2 separate regions of the Mus musculus genome follow, and region 1 is linked to region 2. A link is a contact called in public HiChIP or PLAC-seq data. All regions are on one chromosome and are shown on one strand. Each heading gives the region's core, a stretch centred on a gene start, on an enhancer-like site or on the middle of the called end of the contact. The rest is flanking DNA. Distances are from core to core; before and after follow the strand shown.

Region 1 (5,975 bases), core at 1,725-4,224, 96 kb before region 2:
ACTGCATTATTCAGATCGCCTTTCAGGATAATTCCGAGTCCTGAAATGCACAATCTCTAAGATGTATTTCCAAAGCATTGTTTTTATTGTAATGCTGTTTATTGCATGGCTAGGAGAAAAGGGCAAGCTGTGTGTGTTACAGTCAGTCCTCACATGGATGGTAGGGCAAGCTGTGTGAGGAAGAGTGTGTTACAGTCAGTCCTCACATAGTAGGGCAAGCTGTGTGAGGAAGAGTGTGTTACAGTCAGTCCTCACATAGTAGGGCAAGCTGTGTGAGGAAGGGGGCGTTACAGTCAGTCCTCACATGGAGGGGAAAGCTCAGACCTAGTTGTTCAGATGCACTTTAAGAGTAGAAAGTGGAACTGGAGAGATGGCTCAGCATTTAAGAGCCCCACATGGCAGCCCACAATCTGGTGCCCTCTTCTGGTGTGCCGACATAATGCAGACACAGCAGCGTCTGTATACATAAAATATATAAATAACACCCCCTCCCCAAAAGAATAGAACGCAGGGTCTGGGGACACAGTAGCACTTGGGAGCTGAACAGGAAGGTTGCGAGTTTGAAGTCAGCCTACTTTACACAGTAAGGTCCAGGCCAAGCAGACATAGGAAACAAACAAAGAAAAGAAAAGTAAGTAGCTAGTATATTGTTTTATTTTGCCACCACAGTCTGGGTGGTTTGAATAAAAAGAATGTATTTTTTCAAATATTGTTATCATTGGCTAAAAGCTTAGAGCACTGTTCTGATCAGAGTGGATTCTCGCCTTGCACTTTCCCTGACTGGTCTGTATTCTAATTTTCTCTTATAGGATACCAGTCTTATTGGATTAAGGATTGTAGTGACCAATTTTTTTATTAAGATTTTTCATACATGTATTTTGATCATACTGTTTCCCTTTCCCGCGCCCCCACCACCACCACCATCCACCTTCTGGTTCATTCTCTTGTCTCTCAGGAAGATAAGAATCAAAACCTTGAAAAGCAGAACAAAAATAAACTCAATAAGAAAAATAACAAAAACACCATGGAGTCCATTTTGCATTGGTGACTTCTAGGCACTGGGCCTACCCTGTCATGTAGCCAGGGACACTTGGTTACAGGAGCCCGGTTTCCCTTGTCCCACCCGTGTCCGTTGCTAATAGCTGGGAAGGTTAGGATGAGTCCTTGCGGAGGAGTGTGACCTCTCACTCCTGTGCTTGCTCCCTTTCTCCATGATGGACTCTTGCCTTGTTTGAACCCGTGCAGGTTTTGAGGGTGCTCTCATGTCTGACAGTTCTTATCAGGGCTGCTGGATCCAGATGACCCTGTTTCCTTACCACCTCCAGCCTTCCCACCTCCTCTCTCACGTAGATCCCTGAGCCTTGAGGGGAGAAGTTTGATAGATATCTCATTCATGAGTAAGTCCTCCAACATCTCTCACTGTATGCACAGTGTGCAATGACCTCATTTTAACTTAATTGCCTCTGAAAAGTCTCTGGTGCTGGGAGTTAGCTCAGGGGTAGAGCACTTGCCTAACAAGTTCAAGGCCCTGGGTTCAATCACCAGTACTGCCAAAAAAGAAGGCGAGGCAGGGGGCTGTGTGTCTGTCTTCAGAGTCAGTCACATTCTGAAATTCTAGGAATTAAGATTCCACATGAGCTCGGGGTAAGGGGTCATACAGCCCATTGACATACATTATAGAAATGTCAATAGTCTTGTAGTATCGTCAGCTGAGAAAAGCTTGGTTTAAAGTATCGCTAATTACGTTTATATTACTTAATATTTTAAAATTCCATCAAATGAAATTGTGTTTTGTACCTTGACATTAGGATTTTTTAAGGAACTAGTAGTAAGAAGCGATTCCCCCTGAGTACTACCGTGCTGTGAAGCTGGCCTCTCAACTCCCCTAGCCTTAGTCTCCCAAAAGCTGGGTCGCAGGTGTGCACCAGCACACTTGGCTAAAAACTACTTTTTAAAATCAGAAAATCATTTTGTGACAGCATGTTAGCATGGTTTTCTTCCCTGGCCTGATCCAAACAAAAAACAAAATAACAAAACAAAACCAAGAGTGGTAGGACCATGTGGAACGCTGACACTGTCTTAGCACAGACAGGCAAGTAGCCCTTCTGAGCCCAGGGGTGCCAGGGTGGAGAGTGTTTAATCTTCTGATAGTCTAGTACTTTCCACCTAAGAAGGGGCCCCTGGATTCACTAGAAACAGTGCACGTGTCTCCATATTTATTTAGCCTTGGTGGCTTTAAGCACAGTGGTCCCTATTTATCTCACACATACTGGCTTTCTTTGGTTTGGCTTGGTCTGGCTCTGGGCTTTGTTTCTGTTTTTAGTAAAGGTCTCATATAACCCAGGCAGGCCTTGAATCCACCAGGTATTTATGTCCAGGCTGGCTTTGAGCTTTTTATCCTCCTGCCTCATACCTCCCAGAGCTGGGATAGTCGGTGTGCACTACCATGCCCAGGTATAGACTGGGTTTTTAGGATAATGCACTGTTCTGTGAACAGATGTCAAAATACCTATTTTGTGCATTATCTCTGAGTTTTAAGTTATGACCCATATTGGTCTTATACAGATTTATGTCAGGCTACATGATTGGAGCAACTTCAGTTTCTCTTTCTGGTCATATCTAATTACTGATTCTAAGACCTCACTCAGTGGCCTGTGAGGCAGTTTTAGGCCAAGTATGAGTTACTTAAGTTCAATATCTGAGTGTGTAATAAAATGATCTCATAGTAAAATGACTGAATTTTTTTTAATTGACTTGACTTTTTAAGTGGGATTTTTGTTTTTGTTTTTGAGGCTACCCTGTCAGGAACTAAGACTCATCTAAAATGTTGATTTTTTTTTTTTCCTACATGTTCCTTATTACTGACTACTTAGTAAACCTTCACTTGCACCCAGATACTCACACCCAGATACTAGACCCAAACACTACCTGCGCTCCGCCCTGCCCTGCCCTGCCCTGCCCTGCCCTGCCCTGCCCTGCCCTGCCCTATTGCTTACATGGCTGGAGAAGCAGTTTGGGGTGTTTTCTTTTCTTGCCACCTTGTCTCTGTGGTGAAAACACAGCTATGCCTGTTGCCCTACAGGATCACTTCAGCTCCAGAGCACGGGCTTTGTGGAGAAGCAAGCTGCACAGTGTAGTGCGGGCCAGAAGGAGCAGAGCTGGGGTGTTAGTCAGAGACGGAGCAGGGCACAGCAACACATTTCCCAGGCAAAATCATCAAAGTAGTTAAGGAGGCGCTGTGTGGGTGTGTGCATAAGGCGAGGGGTGTGGCCTGCGTGTGCATCCCGGCTTGATACCCAGAACTTCTGATTGTTGTCATGGGTAGGCCAAGCATGGTAGATTACACCTATAAGGATCAGTACTTGAGGGACTGAAGCAAAGAGATAAATTAAAAGCCAACCTGGGCTACGTAGCAAAACTCTGTCTCAAAAAGAAGAAAGAGGACTTCATGCACTCATAAGGCAGAGGCAGGGGGATTTCTCTGAGTTCAGGACTATACCAGGCCAGCAGAGACTACATAGTAAAACTGCCTCAAAAGACAGACAGGACAGAGGGAGAAGGAGGTGGAAGCGGGAGATGTGTGTTTAGTGAAGAAGGACTCTCAGTCTCCCGCTGTCAGGTGGAGAAATGGGGTGAGGAGGCTGGGACTGACTAAATGGCATGCTTAGCACGAATTTGGCTGGAGTTGCATACCGTATGGGAAAGTCTCCTCTTATACTTACCCTTTATGTGGCCTTAGTTTTTCAGGGCATTGCAGTACATGTGACATTTTGTGTGTGTGTGTGTGTGTGTGTGTGTGTGTACTTTTTTTTTTTTTTAAAGAAAACTGAACAGGCAGAAGTAGGGCACACCTTTAATCCCAGCACTTGGGAGGCAGAGGCAGGTAGATCTCTGTGAGTTCTATGCCAGCCTGGTCTTCTGAGTGAGTGCCAGGGCTACACAAAAAGGGGGAAAGAAAGAAACCTCTAAAGTTTAAAGCACTGCCAGCCGGCAGTGAGAACATACCCAGACAGCTTGTCCACAAGTGGTTTTTCTTTCAGATTTATAGACTGTAGCATTCCTTACACAGAAGTGTCTGGGTGTAAACTGTGGGCCAAGCAGGGTCTTGGAGGGCTCTACTGGGAGGAGCAAGCTGGGCATCTGGTTGGAATGATCCCGTCTTTCAAAGTCACTTAATGGATGCTGTCAGTAGTAACAGCTCACTCAGAAAACAGGAGTCGACAGCCTGCTGTGTGTGGTGGCGTGCCTGAAACCTGGCAGTGATGGCTCTGATAATGAGTGTGGGTTAAGAGCAGCCTTTTCCTGAAAACCTTGAGCTGTATAATTCTGCCCGAGCGCTGGCAGAATTGCCGGACCTGCTTATTTCGTGGTTGGCCTGCATGCTGTTGGTCGTTTACTCTTGACTCTGTGATGGACCCACACTTCCTCCCCTAAATTGGGAGATTCAGAGTTTAACTGTTGACTTGATAAATGAATTGAAATAAAGTTAAAGCCCCCTACTTGCTTTTTCCTTTTGTTTTTGTTATTTCATCCTTCCCAGTTCTCACACATGTGTTCTGAGCATGACCCACACACACACCACCCATCCTCCACACCCCAGGCCCTCCTCTCTCCCTTTCCTCTACCTACTTCTTTCCCCATGCCTCCTTTTTTTCTCTCGTCAGTTTCACATCTTTCATGTTGTGGGTTGTATGTGTGTCTGTCTTTCTTTTCTTTTTTATAGTAGCTTAATACTATTGGAAAAATATAAGCAAAAACATTTGTTTATAAGCCAACACTTAATGTGTAGACGTGATGGGAAAAATAGAAGTTGGCAGTGTTTGGCCATCTTCTAAATAGTGGAAATGAGCGCATGTTGATTTGTTTCCTTGCAGTTACTGGGGAGTAAGAGCAGACGTTTCCTTACCCAGATTTGGCAGGTAGAACGCTTTCGTTCTGATGATGCTCAGAGGTGCATTGTGGCGTTGTGGCATTGTGTGTGAGTCATGTCTCCTGCAGACAGGCTTTTGGCAATTGAGGGAAAGTTTGTGCCTAGTGCCCTTGACAAGTTGAAATGGCATTGGACATCTTAAGAGATTTCTGTATATCAGACACTAAGGCAGGAGGATCACCATTTGAGTTTAAGGTCATTCTAGTCTCTGTCTTAAAAGAAAATGAAAAAAAATTTTCAGTAGCTCTCACGCTCACTAATTACCCCTTGCAGAAGGGAAGTCAGAGCCCTGTACTTCATGTATAGATTCAGCTTCAGCCCGAGGACTAGGTGGTTTCCCCTTGTCAATAGCAGCCTACAGTTATCAGGCTTTAGCAGCTGTGGCCCTAGGTGACACCAGTGGGACTTGCCACGTTCCTCATAGTATGGACACATGGACAATGAATTTCTCTTGTGTTGCAGTGTTGGACACTTTCCCACCATGCCGACAACAGTTTAAATATCTGTCAGCTTTCTAAAAGTTTAACTGAAGGAAACCTCTAAGACTTCGTACCTGAGGACCAAAGTGCAGCCACCAATTATCAGGTCAGTGTCACCTCTACACCACTCACAGGAAGACCACCACTGCCATGCTGAATCATAATGGAGTTTGGATATGTCTTATGTAAGAAGTATTACAGTGGGCATCAGGAGTACCTTCAAATGTATAGAATAGCAAAGAATTGCTAAGTTTTAATATCTATGAAGAAAGATTACTAGAACATGTTGGTCTTGAGTTACACAACTGTGGTTTTCCCCTGCCTGTATACTGTTTATATAGCATTATAAACAATAAGTAAAAATGCGTTATTATTAATAAAATGTCCCAGGTATTAAAATATGTGTGTAGAAGTGATTTTTACAGGTACAGGTAAGATGTGTGTATGTGTGTGTTTATGTGTGTGATATGTATGATACATATCCCTGTGCATGCATGTTCAGAGAGGCCAAAGGATGTCTTTCTCTATTGTTCTTCACTGTATTTCTTGAGACATGGTGTCTCCCT
Region 2 (5,134 bases), core at 2,257-4,756:
GACTTCTGAATGCATGCTGTGGTCCCCCATGTGTGTGTGTGTGTGTGTGTGTGTGTGTGTATAATGTGTGTGCATGTATTTATATATATACATATACACATACAAAAATTTTTTAAGAAAGAAAATTGAGCACATGTGCACTTAAAGACGTCTGCTTATGTTGTTGCTATACCATGTAATTATTAGATATTCATGTCTTCTACATGGTTGTCATTGTCACTATAACAGTGCTGGGATCCAATCCAGGGTCTTGCACATGCTAGGCAAGTATGTCACCACTGAACTACACTCCTAGCCCTAAATCAGAGATTTTAAACCAATAAGCTAAAAAACAAAGAATTTCTGCTTTTGTCCTCCCCATATCCTAGTGGGTTGGTGGGGGGCATTGCTGTTGAGCTCTTTCTTGAAGTCTCAGGCCAGGGGTCCCTGTTAGTAGGAAAAGGGTTGATGGGGTCTTTTTGTGCTGACATCTTTTGAATTAGCATTCCCTGTACAAGGAGAAAGCTACCCTACTTTTCAAGAATCCCTTCTGAAAGGGGTGTAACACAGAAACTTCTTGCAGTAAGCTTCCAGCCTGTCATGCCAATCAGCTCATCTCTGTTGGACGGAAATAATAAATGTACGCTAACAATCTATTACATTAGATTTTGAGTTGTTTTGTTTCCTCGAGACAGCATCTTACTATGCATTCTAATCTGACCTCAAACTCACTACACAGCCCAGGCTAGCCTAGAACCAAAGTGGCTTTTCTTGCCTCAGTATTTTGCATCATGGCTACAAGCAGGTGCTACCACACCTGGATAGCCATTATTTTATATACATTTGCATATATGAAAACTGAGGCCCAGATACAATCATTAACTTGCTAAATAGCTACAGCTATGAAATAGTACAACTAGAATTTAAATCCAGATAATGTGCCATCATATTCCCTACAAAATAGAGAACCTCACCTGACCTACAGTTCTTCTATTTTCAAGCTAGATTCTGAAGAGGACATGGCAGTGTGGGGGCTGCAGGAAAGGGACGGTGCTGGGACTGGTGCCTCTGGGGAGCTTTGATAGTGGCAACAAGGGAACCTGGGTCAGAGGGCAACGAGTGACCGTTTTGGTTATATTTTCAGGAACAGAGGTTCTTTATGGCTTCTTAAGAGTGTAAGGGTGGACTGGAGAGATGCCTCAGTGATTAAGAGCACTGACTGCTCTTTTGAAGGTCCTGAGTTCAAATCCCAGCAACCACATGGTGGCTCACAACCATCTGTAATGAGATTAGATGTCCTCTTCTGGTGTGTCTGAAAACAGCAACAGTGTACTTACATATAATAAATAAATAAATCTTAAGAAAAAAATAAGGGGGTGTAAGGGTACCCAGAGTGGCATAAACAAAAGTGACTTGTTTCTCACCTCTCTTCCCTGACTCAGGTTCCCTAGGTACCGCAGGCCGCGTCTGCAGCAAGACTTCTAAAGGAACAGATGGGTGTGAAATCATGTGTTGTGGCCGAGGGTATGACACAACTCGGGTCACCCGCGTCACCCAGTGTGAGTGCAAATTCCACTGGTGCTGTGCTGTGCGGTGCAAGGAGTGCAGAAACACTGTGGATGTCCACACATGCAAGGCCCCTAAGAAGGCAGAGTGGCTGGACCAGACCTGAACACACAGAAACCTCATTCTTCCCTCCACTTCAAGCCTCTGACTCAAAAGCACAAGACCCTTGCATGCGCACCTTCCTCTACCCTCAATCCTGGGCTGCTATGGCTTCTGTCACGGACCTGGAGAGTGATCCGGAGGGACCCCAATGTCCCGGCCGCCTGGTTCCTTAGCCCTAGGGACGTGTTGATAGGGGATGGATTTAGGAGGCTGAGTGACTCCCTGATGGTCCATCTGGAGGTTTGAAGGGAGAGTAGGAGAGGTCTGTCTTCAGAGTGATTTGAGTTGCACTAAGTCAAGGCTCATCCTCCCCTTTGCTTGCACTGACTTCTGATCCTCTTTGGGTATGCAACAGGAAGGGAACCTGGAGGTAGCTTCCGTGTTTGATGCTACTCTGCCTGAGGATAGGACAGAGATAAAACTGCCTGTCCCTTTGCTGGAGACAGTACGGGCAGACAATCTTAGGCCATAGTATTCTGCTGAGACCCTGAGATAGCTAGATGGGTTAGCCACATTGAACAAGGCTCCACATCATGCTTCTACGCAGCTTATAAAGTAGTGGTTTGGTGAGGAGGAAAATCACAATGCTCTACAGATACACATTCTCTGTGCCTCCCTTTCCACCTACATCACACAGCAGCAGCCTGCTCACTGGCTGCCTGTTCAGAGTGAGGCAGCTTGCAGTGGGTCAAATTCTTACCAGGCCATTAGAGGCCCGGAACAGGATTGTGAGAGAATGACATAGAAAGCCTGGCTAGGCCTTGGGACTTCCCCCACATCCACTATTCCGGAGATTCGGTAGGAAGGGAGGTAACTCATGGGAAGGGTGAGCGCACCTGATCTCAGGGGTTCCATGAGGATCAGTGTATACTAGGAAGGCAGAGATCTCGCATTTTGCTAGTTCTTGAGGATCTTCAGCTTTGAAGTAGGAACAAAAGGCAGCAGCTATAGAGAGAGAGCTGGTGCTGGAGCCGAGGTGGCAAACATCCTATAAGGCCTTTCTCATTTACCCAGCAAATCTTTATTTTGTGATTCACCAGGTCCAACTGTTAACTACTGCACGTTCCACGATCGACTTAAACAGGGAAGGTTCTCTCTGTGCTACTGACCGTTGCCTAACGAGGGTACACAGGAGTGGAGCCTTCAAAGAGAGCAGGCACAGTGACATGGGGGTTCCAAACCTTGATGGTCTAGTTTTATGTGACCTCGACAATGGTCATCTTCTTCCCTATTGATAAACAGAAATAGTATAGAAATCCACAGTTAGACTTAGGTCTAATCCCAGCTATTTACTCTCTATTTTTTATTTTCAGCAGGGTCTTTAAATTCTCCTCTCCCATTTTCTTATCTGTAAAGTGAGGGTGAAACTGAGATCTAACTGTGCCCCAAACTCTAGCCGACTGATAGACGTCATCAACACTCTCACTGGTCAAGTACTTCCTGCTTCTCTGGGACCTTCTGATTTAGGGCTGTCTGGGCAGACAACAGACTAGATTCAAAGGCTTTCACAAGGAATTCTGGATATAGCTCCTCTCTCTCTTCTCAGGTTCCTCTTCATCCAATCGTACTCTCAGATGTTTGTGGAGCAACCTCTTTCTGCCCAGGCAGCAGGAGGCTGGGGTGGGGTGGGGTGGGGGGGCACAGCTCTGGCCACAGAGGCAGATTTATTTGGATGATAGGACTAATATTTGTGTAACCTGCTGAGACCTGTGTGGGAGAGTTTAGTATGGTTTTTCTTTTGGTGAGGGGATTTGCTCCGGTTTCACATCCATTAACACAAAACATGAGCTAGTCAGGGCCCTTGTGGTCTGTGGTGAGGGGATGACTGGAGAAACGGGACTGAGTGAGTCAGGCGGAGGGAATGTCTTCCTCGCAGAGTAGAGTCAACGGGATAACTGATGAGCCAGTGGTGGGGTCACGGAGGGGGGCGGAGGGGAAGAGGGACTTCTCTTGGAAGAGAGGAGTTTTGGGGCAGGGGCGAGAACATCCAAGTTACGGTATCAGTGATGGCATTGGCCTTCACTGGGGAGCCAGCCTGAGGTAAATCTACTTGTGCTGTATTCTCTTTGAGTTTGGGTTCTTAGCTGTGGCAGACATCTGTGACATCTCATATTACTCCATGCCTTTGCCTGGGCTCCAAATTCTAGCTGATAAAGATATACAACCACTTATAAATGGCTCAGAGAGAAATAGCTGTCCAGGGAGTGAGAAGTTTGTAAAGTGAGGTGTTTATGTGAGAGAAAAGATATCCGAGTCCTGCTACGGAAGCTGTGTGGCCCCAAGAAGGAATGGTGGCCAAGCAATTAGTTTTTCCTCCGAACTTAGCTTGTCTCTGCATTCCAACTGGCTTTAGACAACTGGCGCTCATTCTGCGCTATACAAACAAACTGATTTATTTGGAACAAGCAACAAAACAAGAACTTTATTCCGTGCCGGGACTCCACAGAATTCTGTTGCTACCTACTCCTTGTCTGCTCTGAAGGCCTCCTCTTCTGTCTCTAGATGGTAGAGGTTTGTTGCCCACCAGCGGTGTCTTAACCTCCTTCCTCAGTTCCTTTCTCTCGTGTTGGCCCTTACTTCATTTATCTTTTGATAAACATTTAGGACAGTGTATTTCAATAGGAGCTATTTGGATACAAAGTGAACTTAAAAGGTACTGTTTCTATCCTTTAGGGATAATAGGATCTTTTCGGAGAAGTGGCTGCACAGCCTGCAGGCAGTTTCTTTTAAATAGAAGAGCCAGGGTGATGGCTTATGGTTGTAATCCCAACACTCTGGGAGGCTGATGCAGGAGGATAGCTGTGTTTATGAGCAGTGAGTTCCATGTTAGTTTAAGAGCAGAGTAAGACCCTGTCTCAAACAAACAGGAAGAAAGAATGTTGGCCATACCCCATAACTCAGCACTATAGAAAAGAAGCTTTCAGTTTTCAGCTCTGAACAATGGCATCAGAGCACGCTCTTCATTAGTGTACTTCAGATTAAAAGAAGAAAATACTGTCCTGAGGGTCTGTGTGCAAAGCTTTGGAGATTTAACTTATGAGCACTCCAGGCTTCATCTCTCTTCCTCTCTGCTGTAGGAAACTATCTTCCCCTTTCTCTTGCATCCCTTATCGAGAACACCAACCATCAGGTCTCTTGCCAAATTCTTAGACCCACTCAGGACATAAGTCTCTGCATGGCTTAATAGAAGACAGATAATCAGGATTTCCCGCCCCCACCCCACCTTTCTAAAATTTGTATTTAAATGCCCTCAGTGGTCATAGGGCAGAAGCCCAAGCTAGCTGGGGATAAGGGACGCGGCCAGGGAGAGTGTTTCTCATCCCTGGGAGGCATTCTGCTTAGCTCCTGCAGCCAAATTACAGCAGCAGAGAACAATGCAGTGCATTCCTGGGCAGGTCGGTGGGCCCTGGGCGCCTGGGTCTGGTGGAGAGAGGTGCCAGACACAGAGCGCTCCATAAGCAACCCTGCAGAGCTGGCCCTGGGTGCA

Evidence for each region. HiChIP or PLAC-seq counts read pairs in DNA pulled down with a chosen protein or histone mark.
Region 1: a contact with region 2 is called in an HNF4G HiChIP or PLAC-seq map of pancreatic cancer cells. The contact joins two enhancer-like sites. A contact is called at or near these places in 8 of 39 promoter capture datasets (the HPC-7 cell line, HPC-7-derived erythroid cells, cranial neural crest and 5 more) and 3 of 115 datasets of contacts at active chromatin or transcription factors (embryonic stem cells, oligodendrocyte precursor cells and pancreatic cancer cells).

What each region holds. Positions count from the first base shown.
Region 1 is chr3:105,038,405-105,044,379 of GRCm38.p6, reverse strand. It overlaps Cttnbp2nl (CTTNBP2 N-terminal like), which reads left to right. Exons shown (of 6, transcript NM_001163332.1): 2 at 5,393-5,515. Among named protein-coding and RNA genes, the nearest start is that of Cttnbp2nl, 12 kb to the left of the region's middle. Within about 2 kb of position 2,974, at least 52 of the 459 cell types and tissues checked have an H3K27ac peak or open chromatin away from gene starts, as enhancers often do. A contact at or near this core is called in pancreatic cancer cells, where this site is marked.
Region 2 is chr3:104,943,488-104,948,621 of GRCm38.p6, reverse strand. Wnt2b (wingless-type MMTV integration site family, member 2B) reads left to right here. Exons shown (of 5, transcript NM_009520.3): 5 at 1,422-3,817. The coding sequence ends at 1,651. It also overlaps a transcript of St7l not described here. Among named protein-coding and RNA genes, the nearest start is that of Wnt2b, 16 kb to the left of the region's middle. Within about 2 kb of position 3,506, at least 38 of the 459 cell types and tissues checked have an H3K27ac peak or open chromatin away from gene starts, as enhancers often do. A contact at or near this core is called in pancreatic cancer cells, where this site is marked.